2 separate regions of the Sus scrofa genome follow, and region 1 is linked to region 2. Evidence: chromatin contacts called from public Hi-C data. All regions are on one chromosome and are shown on one strand. The core of a region is the stretch at or near the end of the contact, and the rest is flanking DNA. Distances in the headings are between cores, read along the strand shown. Region 1 has its middle 48 kb from the start of MARCKS. Region 2 has its middle 290 kb from the start of MARCKS.

Region 1 (5,905 bases), core at 2,530-5,029, 340 kb before region 2:
TACAAATTGTAATAATAATAGTAGATGCTGAGATTCACCATGAGTGTTATGGAGCCTATTCAGCATAAAGCAAAGAAAAATTTTAAGTGCAAATTGAGTTCTAAAAGTTAAACTTTACCATAATTTAAATATAAATGCATGGCGCAGATTTGATCGCCCGGTAAAGACTATTTTGGCCACTAGAGGGAGCTCATACTTTAAGAAAATGTTTGAAGCGACTATGTTGTGCCACCCACTGCCCCTGGTGGGGGTTAAAACTAGTAATGACACTGCCTGATTTTTTTTTTTTTTTTTTTTGAGCCTTCTTTCGCCACTAACATTCCAAAGGGATGGATAAGTGACAAAAATTGTAAATCAGTGTGAATATGCTGGAATTGTTGGCTAAAAATGTTCAGAAGGGTAATCTCTGATGACACATAAAGTTATGGATTTAATGTATTTTTTCTTTTTTTTTCAGAACATAAACTATTTTTTTAAAGGTACTTACTTTTAAATGCCACATTTATTCAAAAGTGAAAGTTTTGGATTTATGTATTTTGTTTTCATTTGTGCAAGAATGGGAGAATTGGTGTCATAATTTTATGACTACACATATGATATGTGTATGAAATACATAGTGTTTCAGGGTCGTATCAACCTCTGGAATGTCCTTTAGAATACTTTTTTTACCCCTTTCTCACTGCCACAGGTAAGTTCAAATGTTCATTGTTCTGCCCTGGATGGTCATGTTAGTTCTTTATTGGCCTCCCCACCTTAACTGACCCCTCCTGTCTAGTGTCCTGTCAAATGCAATTGTATGTCACTCTCCGACCAATTTTCATGAAACATTTTTTTAAATCACATCATGTATCTGCTCATAAACCTTTAGTAACTCCCTATTGCTACAAAACAAAGCCACAATTTCCAATTCAACACTACCTCCTTTTCAGGCCCACCTGCTCCAGGCTCGAATAACTCTCTCCCTTTCTTTCCTAAGTTCTCATGGTGCTTTTCTGTATGGACCTGTATTTTTGGCTCCTTGTGAGTATGTTTGGTATCATGTCCCAGAACAGTTTCTTTAAAGGCATGAGTCTTTGCTCTGACCAGACAGCAAGCTTTGACTCAGCAAATATATGTTAAGGCCTGCCTAAGAAAATCAGACTGAAGAGACATTCTGAGGTAGAGCTGATAGAACCCAGTGTTCTGTTGCTCTGTAACAAGCCATCTCAAACTCAGTGGCTTAAAGTAACAAGTTATTGTTAGCTCTCAAAACTAGACTCAGCCAGATGATTCTTGGTTGTTTTCAGTCAGATGGGCTGGAGTCATCTGAAGGCTCAACCAGGCTGGACATCCAAGTTGGTGTCCTCATGCGTCCGGCCATCCAGGTTGGGATGGCTGAAATCTGTAGGGGCTTGCCAAGCATTTTGCCCTCTTCATGTGTTTCCTCCATGTGACTACATGGGACTTCCTCAAAGCATGGCAGTCTCAGGTTAGACTTCTTCTGTGGTGGCTGACTTGTCCCAGAAGGAGCATTTCAAAAGACCCTGGTAGAACCAGCAAGGCATCTTGGAAATAGCATGGAATCACTTCTTCTACAGTGCCAACCCAGATTCAGTGTGGGAGGGGCTGCATAGGAGCAAAAAATGGGAGGGGTGGTTACTTAGGGGACCACCTTTGGAGACCAGCTACCTTACCTGCTAAAATTTTTAATGTGCAAAATACCTTTATTGGAGGTGTGGAATGTAGACACTTAAGACAGACCAGTCAGAAGAATTGGGAAAGATCAGAGTGACAAAAACTTAACTGCAAGACAAAAGGGATGATCAGTCAATATTATTTAATATGGCCACAACCCATTTACACTCTTCTCATGAGGTGACATCTAAAACTGGGCAGGCTTTTCTGATTGTGATGCTATGTAACTTCCAAGGCAAGTTCAACAAAGGCAATGATGGGAGTTCCCATACAGCGGAAATAATCCAACTAGTATCCATGAGGATACGGGTTCAATCCCTGCCCTAGCTCAGTGGGTTAAGGATCCAGCATTACCATGAGCTGTGGTGTAGGTCACAGACGCAGCTTGGATCCTGTGTTGCTGTGGCTGTGGCGTAGGCTGGCAGCTATAGCTCCAATTCAGCCCCTAGCCTGGGAACCTCCATATGCTGTGGGTGTGGCCATAAAAAAAATTTCCAACTTGCTTGTGGGAGTACTTGCTTTTGAAAACTTCAGCTTCTCTATAAGTAGCCTGACTATCTGAGGCTGCCATGTTGTGAGGAAGCCCAAACTCATCTATGTGGGATATTGAACATAACTCATTCATTTACTGTCATCATTTAGATATCACATAAAGTGGGGGCTGGAAACTCCTGGTCTCCTTGCTTTGGAGAGATGTTTAAATTTTCAGATGCTTAGGAGTTGGATGGGGACCCTGAAGGGCATGGTTTTGAACCTAATGACCCCTTTAAAATGAGATTAGAGGCTTGATTAAGGTTTGGTGTGAGCCAGTATAAGGTTGTTAGCAGGTAGGATACACAATAGCTATCAAATAACTTTGAACCTTCTGCCTTTTCACTCCTGTTTTAGGCTAAGTGCTCAGTGAACTGTTCTTTCCTTTAGTTCAGCGTTTGAAACTCTTTATTTCTTTAAAGATAATTTTACTTAAAACTTAAAGACTTACCATGGGCCCTATGATGTGAAAAGCCAGGAAGAAAGTGGTTCTGGCATGTTTGGGTGAAGCTAAGTTTGGAGGGACCCCAGTGCCAGGGGACCTGCGCTCATTCCTTTTGTCCTTCTGCCCTGCTACTCATGCCCCTGTAGCACAAACATTCTTAGGGAAAACAAAGTCCACTGACCTCATTCCAAGAAAATCAGTAACAAACACCCAGTTGTCTTTGAGAAAGAAAGGAGATGACATTGAGAAACACGACAGAGAAAAAGAGCTAGAACTCCTGGTTACTCTTTCAGGCTTCCCAGTGGGAACTTGGTGTCTCTGATAAACAAAGCACAGGCAGGAAGGAAGCTCAAAGTCAGAGGAGGGGGCTGGCAGGCCCATCCCAAGCAGGGACAGTTGGAAGAGAAGCCTGGACCTGGGGACTCCTGGGGAGGCCTCTTCTTCAATTTTGTGTGTGTGTGTGTGTGTGTGTGTGTGTGTTTTGTCTTTTCAGGGCCGCACCCTCGGCATAAGCAGGTTCCCAGGCTATGGGTCTAATCAGAACTGTAGCTGCCGGCCTACACCACAGCCACAGCAACAGCAATGCCAGATCAGAGCTGTGTCTGCAACCTACACCACAGCTCACAGCAACACTGGATCCTTAACCCACTGAGTGAGGCCAGGGATTAAATCCACAACCTGATAGTTCCTAGTCAGAATGGTTTCCGCTGCACCATGACGGGAACTCCCTCTTCTTCAATTTTTGTGTCCCTCTTTCTGAAACAAGGATTCTGGGGACACCCTCTGGCCTGGTGGGACGTGGGTGAATCTGAAGTGCCTGGAGAGCAATAAATGCAGGTTTTCTGCTTGTAAGTGGGAGGAAGTGGGCAGCACTGGAAGCGATCAGGGTTGAGGGTAGGAGGGACATTCTTGCCAAACCTGTTCCCAGGCTTTCTAACTCTCTAGGAATGGAGGGAAGAGAATGCCTCGGTCAGTTTCCTGTAATTCAGTCCCCGGAGCCAGGGCCCCTCTGAGAAAACAAATGCACAAGAGAAAAGGACAAGAAGGAGGAAACGCCAGCTAGGCAACTCCAAAGGGATCCACGGCTAAGCTCACGGGCAAACTGCTTCAGTGCAGGAAGTAAGTAAAGCGCAAACAGGATCTGAGCGAGGTCATTTGTTTGGGAGGAGAAAAGGGGTGAAGGGCAGTCCTGTGAATGTGCAGAATTATGTCAGAGCTTCCAGATCCTGGGCCACCCCCACCTGCCTCACATTGCAGTGTGGAGGACTCCGCTGGGCTACACAACTCTCACCAGATCTGTCAGGATCATTAAACAATGAATATCCCTCTAATCACAAGATCAACACCAAGAGTTACTTTCCTGGGGAGCTGCCTGGCGGGAGGGGAGGAGCAGAGTGAGAGTTCCTAAAAGAACTTTTGTGATCTGCTCAGAATACTTTTTGCAAATTTTTAGATGTATTCCATGAGTTTCCTTTTTTAAAAAAATAAAAATAAAAAGCCATTTCCTGAACAGAATCTACTGATTTTTTTTTTTGATTCAATTCTTCAGTACACTTTTACTTTATGAACTTGAACTATCAGCTTTCTGCATGATGTTACATTGGCAGAACAATGGATACTAGAACTTTCTCCCGGACTGTTTTATTCTACATTTAGCTTTTCTAGAGGCAGTGTTAGGAGCTTTAAAGTATGAAAGACCATCAGCATGGCCTTATCACATAGTATTCCTTGGTACCCAAAGATTAATGAGCTTAGATATTAGAAAAGAAAGCATAAATCAAGAATCTAAAAAGGTCAATAGCTCAGTCTTTGAAGAAATAGAGATTCCTTCCCTCTTGGGTGGTATTTCCCACTCCTAACAAAAGGTAATACTTTTATTTTTGGACTTGATTTGGTTCATATTTTCCAGAACTCCAAGTAAGCAGATTTCATAAACAAAAAAGTGGGAGTGGGGAGGTCAAGTGCTCAGATTAAACCCCCCCCCCAACCTACCTCTCCTAAGGACTTTTAAGTGGATTCAGCTACTCTCACCTGATACTTACTATCTTCTCTGGCACTTTCTACTCTGGGCCACGTCATACCAGCCACATGAGCTCACCTGCTGCCTTTGTGGCCCTAGAAGCAAAGGTGGGAACACGTTTCTACAATCCTGGACCCAGGATAGGAGCGCAAAGGGAATGAGTGGCTGGCCAAATTAAAAAGGCAACTTTGTATCCCAGGGAGTTCACCCACTGTTTCTCGACTTAAACATGATGCAGCACCATGATTGCTCTGTAGGCTCATTGCACATGCCGCAGAGAGGGCCCAACTTGAGCCCATCTGTCTTAACATTTTCCTTTACACTTTTTTTCCACTTGATACTCTAACGTGATGATTTTTTTTTCCCCTAGAAAAAATCACCTGGTAAGGGTTAGTCCTAGATATCACGCAGGGGTCTCTAGACGCACAACTGGATTCTTACACTGGTAGAAATGTGTCTTTTTTTTTTTTTTTTTTTTTGGTCTTTTTGCCTTTTCTAGGGCCGCACTTGCGGCATATGAAAGTTTGCAGACTAGGGGTCGAATCGGAGCTGTAGCCGCCAGCCTATGCCAGAGCCACAGCAACACAGGATTGGAGCCACGTCTGCAAACTACACCACAGCCCATGGCAATGCCGGATCCCCAACCCACTGAGCAAGGCCAGGGATTGAACCCACAACCTCATGGTTCCTAGTCGGATTCATTAACCACTGTGCCACGACGGGAACTCTGAAATGTGTCTTTTAAGGAGAGTGTCCTGAAATGATCCGTGGGGAATCCAGTGAGCTCTTTGTGGTAGAAGGCTTTGTTGCATAGTTGTTGGTCAGGGCAGTGCTTTTTCAAAGTAGTAGACGTTACAATGGAAATTTAAGACAATTTAAGATATATCCTATTATTTCTCTCCTGCTGCTCTTCTATTTTTGATTGCGTGCTTGAAGCGGAAAGCATTCTTTCTAGAAGTCATAATAACTATTGCCCAGTGGTTGGCTCACAAGGTTGAAAACTGAAGAGTTCACTGTTGTGATTATTTAAGTATAACAGCTGCAACAACAACTTCAAATGCCTATATTTGATTTCATTAGAGTCTCATAAAATGTGTGTTTAAATTATCCAAATTCACCCACTGAGGTAAGAGCTGGTAATTGTGCCCTCTAGTTCTCTCAATGGCAAGTTATTTGGACTGAGCTTCCAACAGAAGGCTGACCCTTCAGATGTTGCTCTACCCATAGAGCTATGG
Region 2 (5,306 bases), core at 2,642-5,141:
TAAAGTACAAATTTGTATTTATTAAATTAAATACAATTCATATTTATTAAATATACCTGCCAAGTGACAGGGAAAACACAGCAGAAGTACAATCTTTCCACTTTATAAATTTGAATGTTGGCATCATTATGTGCCCATAGTACTGTCTTATATGCTATCCTTTCATTCTTCTACTTGAAGAAAATCCTTAATGGTAGTATGAAATTACACTTTTGTCTTATCAAGGAAGGAGGTAAGATTTTGAAGAAATACAAACATTTGGCACATATATAATCACAAATGTAAGGCAATAAGTGAAATAAAAACCTAAATTTATGAGGAGATATTTAGCTAATTGGAAAAATAAAGAAAAAGAAAAAGAACTAAGGAAATCAAGCTTTGGCTACCATATAGTATTTTGAGGAGTTTTAGGGTAGTGGAACAAACATGGAAATGCTGGTCTTTTAATTAGGACCAAGTGTGGTGCTCAAAGTGTAAAACCAGGACTAGAAGTTCCACTGTTAAAACTTGCTTGCATTGAGTATGTTTGCTCCCTTAATGTAGGATTATAGGAGAGCAAATACTTTTATGTGTTTTGAAACTTTTTTTTTTTCAAGTGAGAAGTAAATGAAAGTGATAGCAAATACCATTAAAAAAAAAACCATTGGTTCCCTATCTGAAAAAGTGGATTTCAATAAGATGATGGAAAGTTTTAAACATTCTTGACAGCTAGTATTCTGAAATTGCCTCATTTGCTTTTTTGTAATGTTCAACTTGAAAGTATAAAATTTTAAGCATCACCAACTAATTTGAACCAATTCAATTCATAAGAAGTACTAGATATGACAAAACTCTGTTACAAAACCTAAGCAACTATCAGACCTAATGGAGGTATTCCAGGTCCAGCCCATTTATAGTTGGGGAGAGGATAAGGATGTTCATCTTCAGTCCTGCTGGCAAAACTTTATGGTAGCTTCTGGCCAAATAAGGAAAAGAAAGAATGAGTAAGTACTACAGAAGGGAGACAAAAAATGGACTTATTTACACATATCAGAAAATTCAAGAGAATCAATACATTATTAACCTAATAAAAAGACAAGACTTGAATAAATGGAAAGATATACTTAATATCTTTAAGTATATAGTGACAGAAAATACCATTAAAAATATATATCACAAAATATATATTACAAAATTTCATAACAATCTATAAATTATCTCTAATTAGATCAAAATCCCAGGAGGATTTTTGAGTAGCTTTAAAAATTGATTTTAAAATATGTGTAGAAAGATAAAGTTCCCTGCATATTTATTTATTTAGTCTTTTAGGCCCAGATCCACAGCATATGGAGGGTCCCAGGCTAGGGGTCCAACTGAAACTGCAGTCACTGGCCTACGCCACAGCCATAACAATGCAGGATCCGAGATGCTTCTGGGACCTATACCACAGCTCATTGAAACGCCAGATCCTTAACACACTGAGCGAGGCCAGGGATTGAACCTGTATCCTCATGCATGCTAGTCAGGTTCGCTAACTGCTGAGCAACTACGGGAACTCCTTTTTTTTTTCATATTTAAAATAATTATTAAAATGAAGCCAAGGAAGGACTTGTCTAAGCAAAATTTAAGGCATATTGCAAAACTATTGTTAAACATGTACTAAAATAACTTTAAAAAAAACTCGGAGAAATGTAGTGCTAGCATAGGAAAATATAAGTAGATAATGAAATGGAATAGAGTCCAGAAAGAGGAGGAAAAAAAATATGTAAATTAGCAAGGAAGAGAAAGATGCTTTAGTATAAGCAATAGAAAAATTAGGTCATGACATGAAGAAAAATTCAAAATTCATCCTTCATACTGTGAGAAGAAAAGAAGTGAAATGAAAAGAAAATAATCTGCTTTAAGTGGATTAATGGCCTAAATTTGAAAGGCAAAAACCTAATGCTTTTATTAAAGAAAATATAGGAATTTAACTTCATGACCTCATTTAGAGGAAACCCCAACCATAGCCCAGAGCACAAGTGAGGAGAGGAAATGTTGATATATTTGGCAATATCTAAATACAAACATTCTTTTTAACAAAAGGTTCCATAAGCAAAGTTAGCCAGCAGATATAGGTTAGAAGAAATTTATAACATGAAAGTCAACAAATGATAATTATATTACATCCATCTCACATGCACACACATGCACACACACTGCATGTATTATTTCCTAAAAATAAGCAAGTCTTTTTACCTAATACCACACGAATGAAACATGAATAGGAGTTCATGAAAGCATGGGGATGGAGATCAAATAGTTAATAGCATATACTTACTAATTTAAACAATCATGAGTTATCCTTATCAGGCTGACAAAAATTAGAAAGCCTCATAATATTGACTACTGGTGGAAGTAAGATGGTGTAGTCACTTCAGGCAGTAATTTCCTACTATTATAGTAAAATTAAATATTCACGTAACTGTGATCCAACAATCCTACCCCTGGTGTATGCCCCAGAGAAATCTCCCCATAATCATAGGAAAATCTGTTTATTAGTGTTATATTAGCAAAAGAACGGGAGGCAACTGCAAGTGTTTTATCACCAGAGGAATATGGAAGTTTCACGTGAAAATGCAAACCATGAAACCTAGGTTTACCAAAGCTATTGGGGTCTTCGAGGATGCCCCTGATAAGGAATGAGCCTCTTCCTTTCTTGGATTCTGAACAATTGGAGTAATAAAAGGAAGAACAGATGCAAATCTAAATAATGCTTTTATTGCCGGATAGTGTAGCATTAGAAAATACAGTTTAATGGAGAAGAAAAGGGGCCCAACTGAGAGAAAACCAGAGCAGAAGACAAATTGGACTCCCTGCAGGCAGCCAGGACTGCTGAGGAGGCAGGCAGAACAGAGCAGAGCATGCCAGCCGTTCTCAAACTTATCACCAGGAAAAGTCACTTTACTAGTCATTTTCCTAGTCAGGACAGAATGGGGCTTTTTATGGGAAATTGACATCCTTTGTGAGGAAGATTAGCAATAGAGATAGATCTAAAAGCATAATACTGGTGAATAAGTCAGGAATGATACAATTTATAGTTCAATATATATAATTTTTTAAAAGTACGTAAGTACAAAACAGCGAATTTTTTTAAGGATGTTCTTCTAAGGAAATATATGGAAGGTAGATTAGAAAGTGGAGAGTACATGTTCTTTGTGGAAGTCTATGTCTATAGGGGATTATTACTAAAGGTTTAAAATATAGTAAAAGAGGACTTTTGCACGGATAGAGGACGATAGTCTCCTCTGAATTTAGGCATATTAATAACTCACTCCCATACTTCTGGGATGAAAAAGACAACATGAGGGATGCAGAAATGATGTGGAACTTTATTATTATGCTTTCATTTGTATTTATATATATGACCAAAAAAATTTCAACAATGATAATTAGAAAAGTTATTGAATGACTGCAGTGGTTCCAGGACGCAAATGATGGACAAAATTTTGAGATTTTTCTAGAGCTTAGAATCTTTGATTGACAGCATTCATTTATTTATACATAAAACTTTTACATTTAGGGAGAGATCTTGGTTAGTCAGAAGTTAGGATGTTGTGAGAGAGGAGGGAAAGCAAGCAAGAAATCATTTCGATGTTCTAGGCATCCTTTACACTTCCTGGGTTTTTCATTTCCGGGGTGTGCTTTCCGCTATTCCTTCTCTCACTTAGGGATACAGACGTGTTGCTAACTTACTCTATCTTCTTCCCAGAATCGGAGGGGATAAATAGAACCGATTTTGGTATTTCTGTTTCATCAACATCGGATGAGAAATCCGCTAGCAAACTGCCTTGATGCAGCCAGGCGGGGGCCCGGCCAGGAAGGAGGGAGATTGCCGGCCGGCCGGGGTAGAGCTCCCTGGCTCAGGGATCCTCGAGACTGAATGCCATCTTGAGGCAACTCCTGTTTGGGGCTGCACGCACAGCGCAGGACTGCTAAGCGGCATCGACTCCGGGACTTTCCAAGTCCCCCTGAGCCCCACAGGAGACAGATGGTATTTCTGCGTCTGTGTGCAGGGGGTGGGGGAGTGGCGGTAACAATAAGCAGCAGTAGCCACTTGACAGGCTCCCTGCTGCCAAGAATTTGCATGACGAGCGCTTGCTGCCATCTGGAGAACTTCAGCTCCTCCGGGGGAGAATCAGCATCTCAGCCTCACTGGTCCCCTTGGCCCCAGTCTCGGCTGAGAATCTCTCTCCCCAGGGGAGGAAGAGAGCAAAAGGCAAATCCATCAGATGAACCTGGCCTGGGGGAGAGGGGCTGCCTGGATGAGCTGGACAAGCTAGTCTAGTGCAGAGGGCGTGTGGCCGGGTCTGGCACTTCAGGGTGGGTTAGGTCAGCAGAGTCCATAACCTTTTGAACATGGGTTTGTTTATATGCCAGTAGTTGGTGGAGGAACTGTGGAACTGCAAGGGAGAAAACTCAAACAAGAACCCCCTTTCCCATGACCTCTAGCCTGGAGTTCAGTGAAGCAAAAGACTGACCATACACCCCAGGGATCCCAGTCACAGGCAGCCTAGTGGTGTATGATAAACACATGTGTGGGCCATTTAATTAAACACATAACAGGTTTCCAGCTGCTAAGATTTTGCTTGTTTACAGAAAAATGTATTTTTCAAAGTGTGAAAAAGAAATCCTGCTTAATATTAGTTTTACTTGTAACATACGTTCCTGCCTTCCTTGTTAATTATTTGTGAACCTTATGGCTATGACATTTTTTTTTCTCCAAAATGTTTTATCTAAAATAAACTTTTTTCTCTAAAAAGTATTTTTTTCTCCAGAATTTCTGTAATTAATATTTAAAATTTACTAGGATCAAATGGTATCTTAAATGAAACATTTAACTGGAAGATTAATATAGCCTGAAAGTCCTATGTTTAATACACAAAACCGCATGGTTTTATGTCTTCCTAGAATTTCCAGGCTCAACACTAAGGGGATTCTTTGTTGGAAAAAAGACAGGGACTCATATATATTAATTATGGAATATTCAGAAAAGTGGGAGCAATACCACATTTACCATTGATGCTTGGTGAGATTGTCAAAGTGGATATTGTGTTAGGTTTGTCCTTAGTACTCTAGCACCTAGCACACTTCCCACCACAGAGAAGGGTCTGTGTTTCTTTCAGCTTTGGGAGTTACAAGGAACAAGTTACAAATTAATGGTAAAGTTCATCTCAAAAGGGAGATTTACTGGAAAGGTGCTGGGCAGTCAAACGGACTCTACATGGTGAACAGCCAAGCCTAGAAAGGCAGGACCAGCTCCCGGACTGTAGGAGATGTGTACTTCC

Evidence for each region. A called contact is a pair of places that touch in the nucleus more often than the background predicts.
Region 1: a Hi-C map of retroperitoneal adipose tissue shows a contact between it and region 2, with 1.8 times the contacts expected there. The contact joins two enhancer-like sites. A contact is called at or near these places in 3 of 47 Hi-C or Micro-C datasets (alveolar macrophages, embryonic fibroblasts and retroperitoneal adipose tissue).

The regions. Positions count from the first base shown.
Region 1 is chr1:79,834,980-79,840,884 of Sscrofa11.1, reverse strand. No RefSeq gene overlaps it. Among named protein-coding and RNA genes, the nearest start is that of MARCKS, 48 kb to the right of the region's middle. Within about 2 kb of position 3,779, at least 11 of the 83 cell types and tissues checked have an H3K27ac peak or open chromatin away from gene starts, as enhancers often do. A contact at or near this core is called in retroperitoneal adipose tissue, where this site is marked.
Region 2 is chr1:79,497,661-79,502,966 of Sscrofa11.1, reverse strand. No RefSeq gene overlaps it. Among named protein-coding and RNA genes, the nearest start is that of MARCKS, 290 kb to the left of the region's middle. Within about 2 kb of position 3,891, at least 52 of the 83 cell types and tissues checked have an H3K27ac peak or open chromatin away from gene starts, as enhancers often do. A contact at or near this core is called in retroperitoneal adipose tissue, where this site is marked.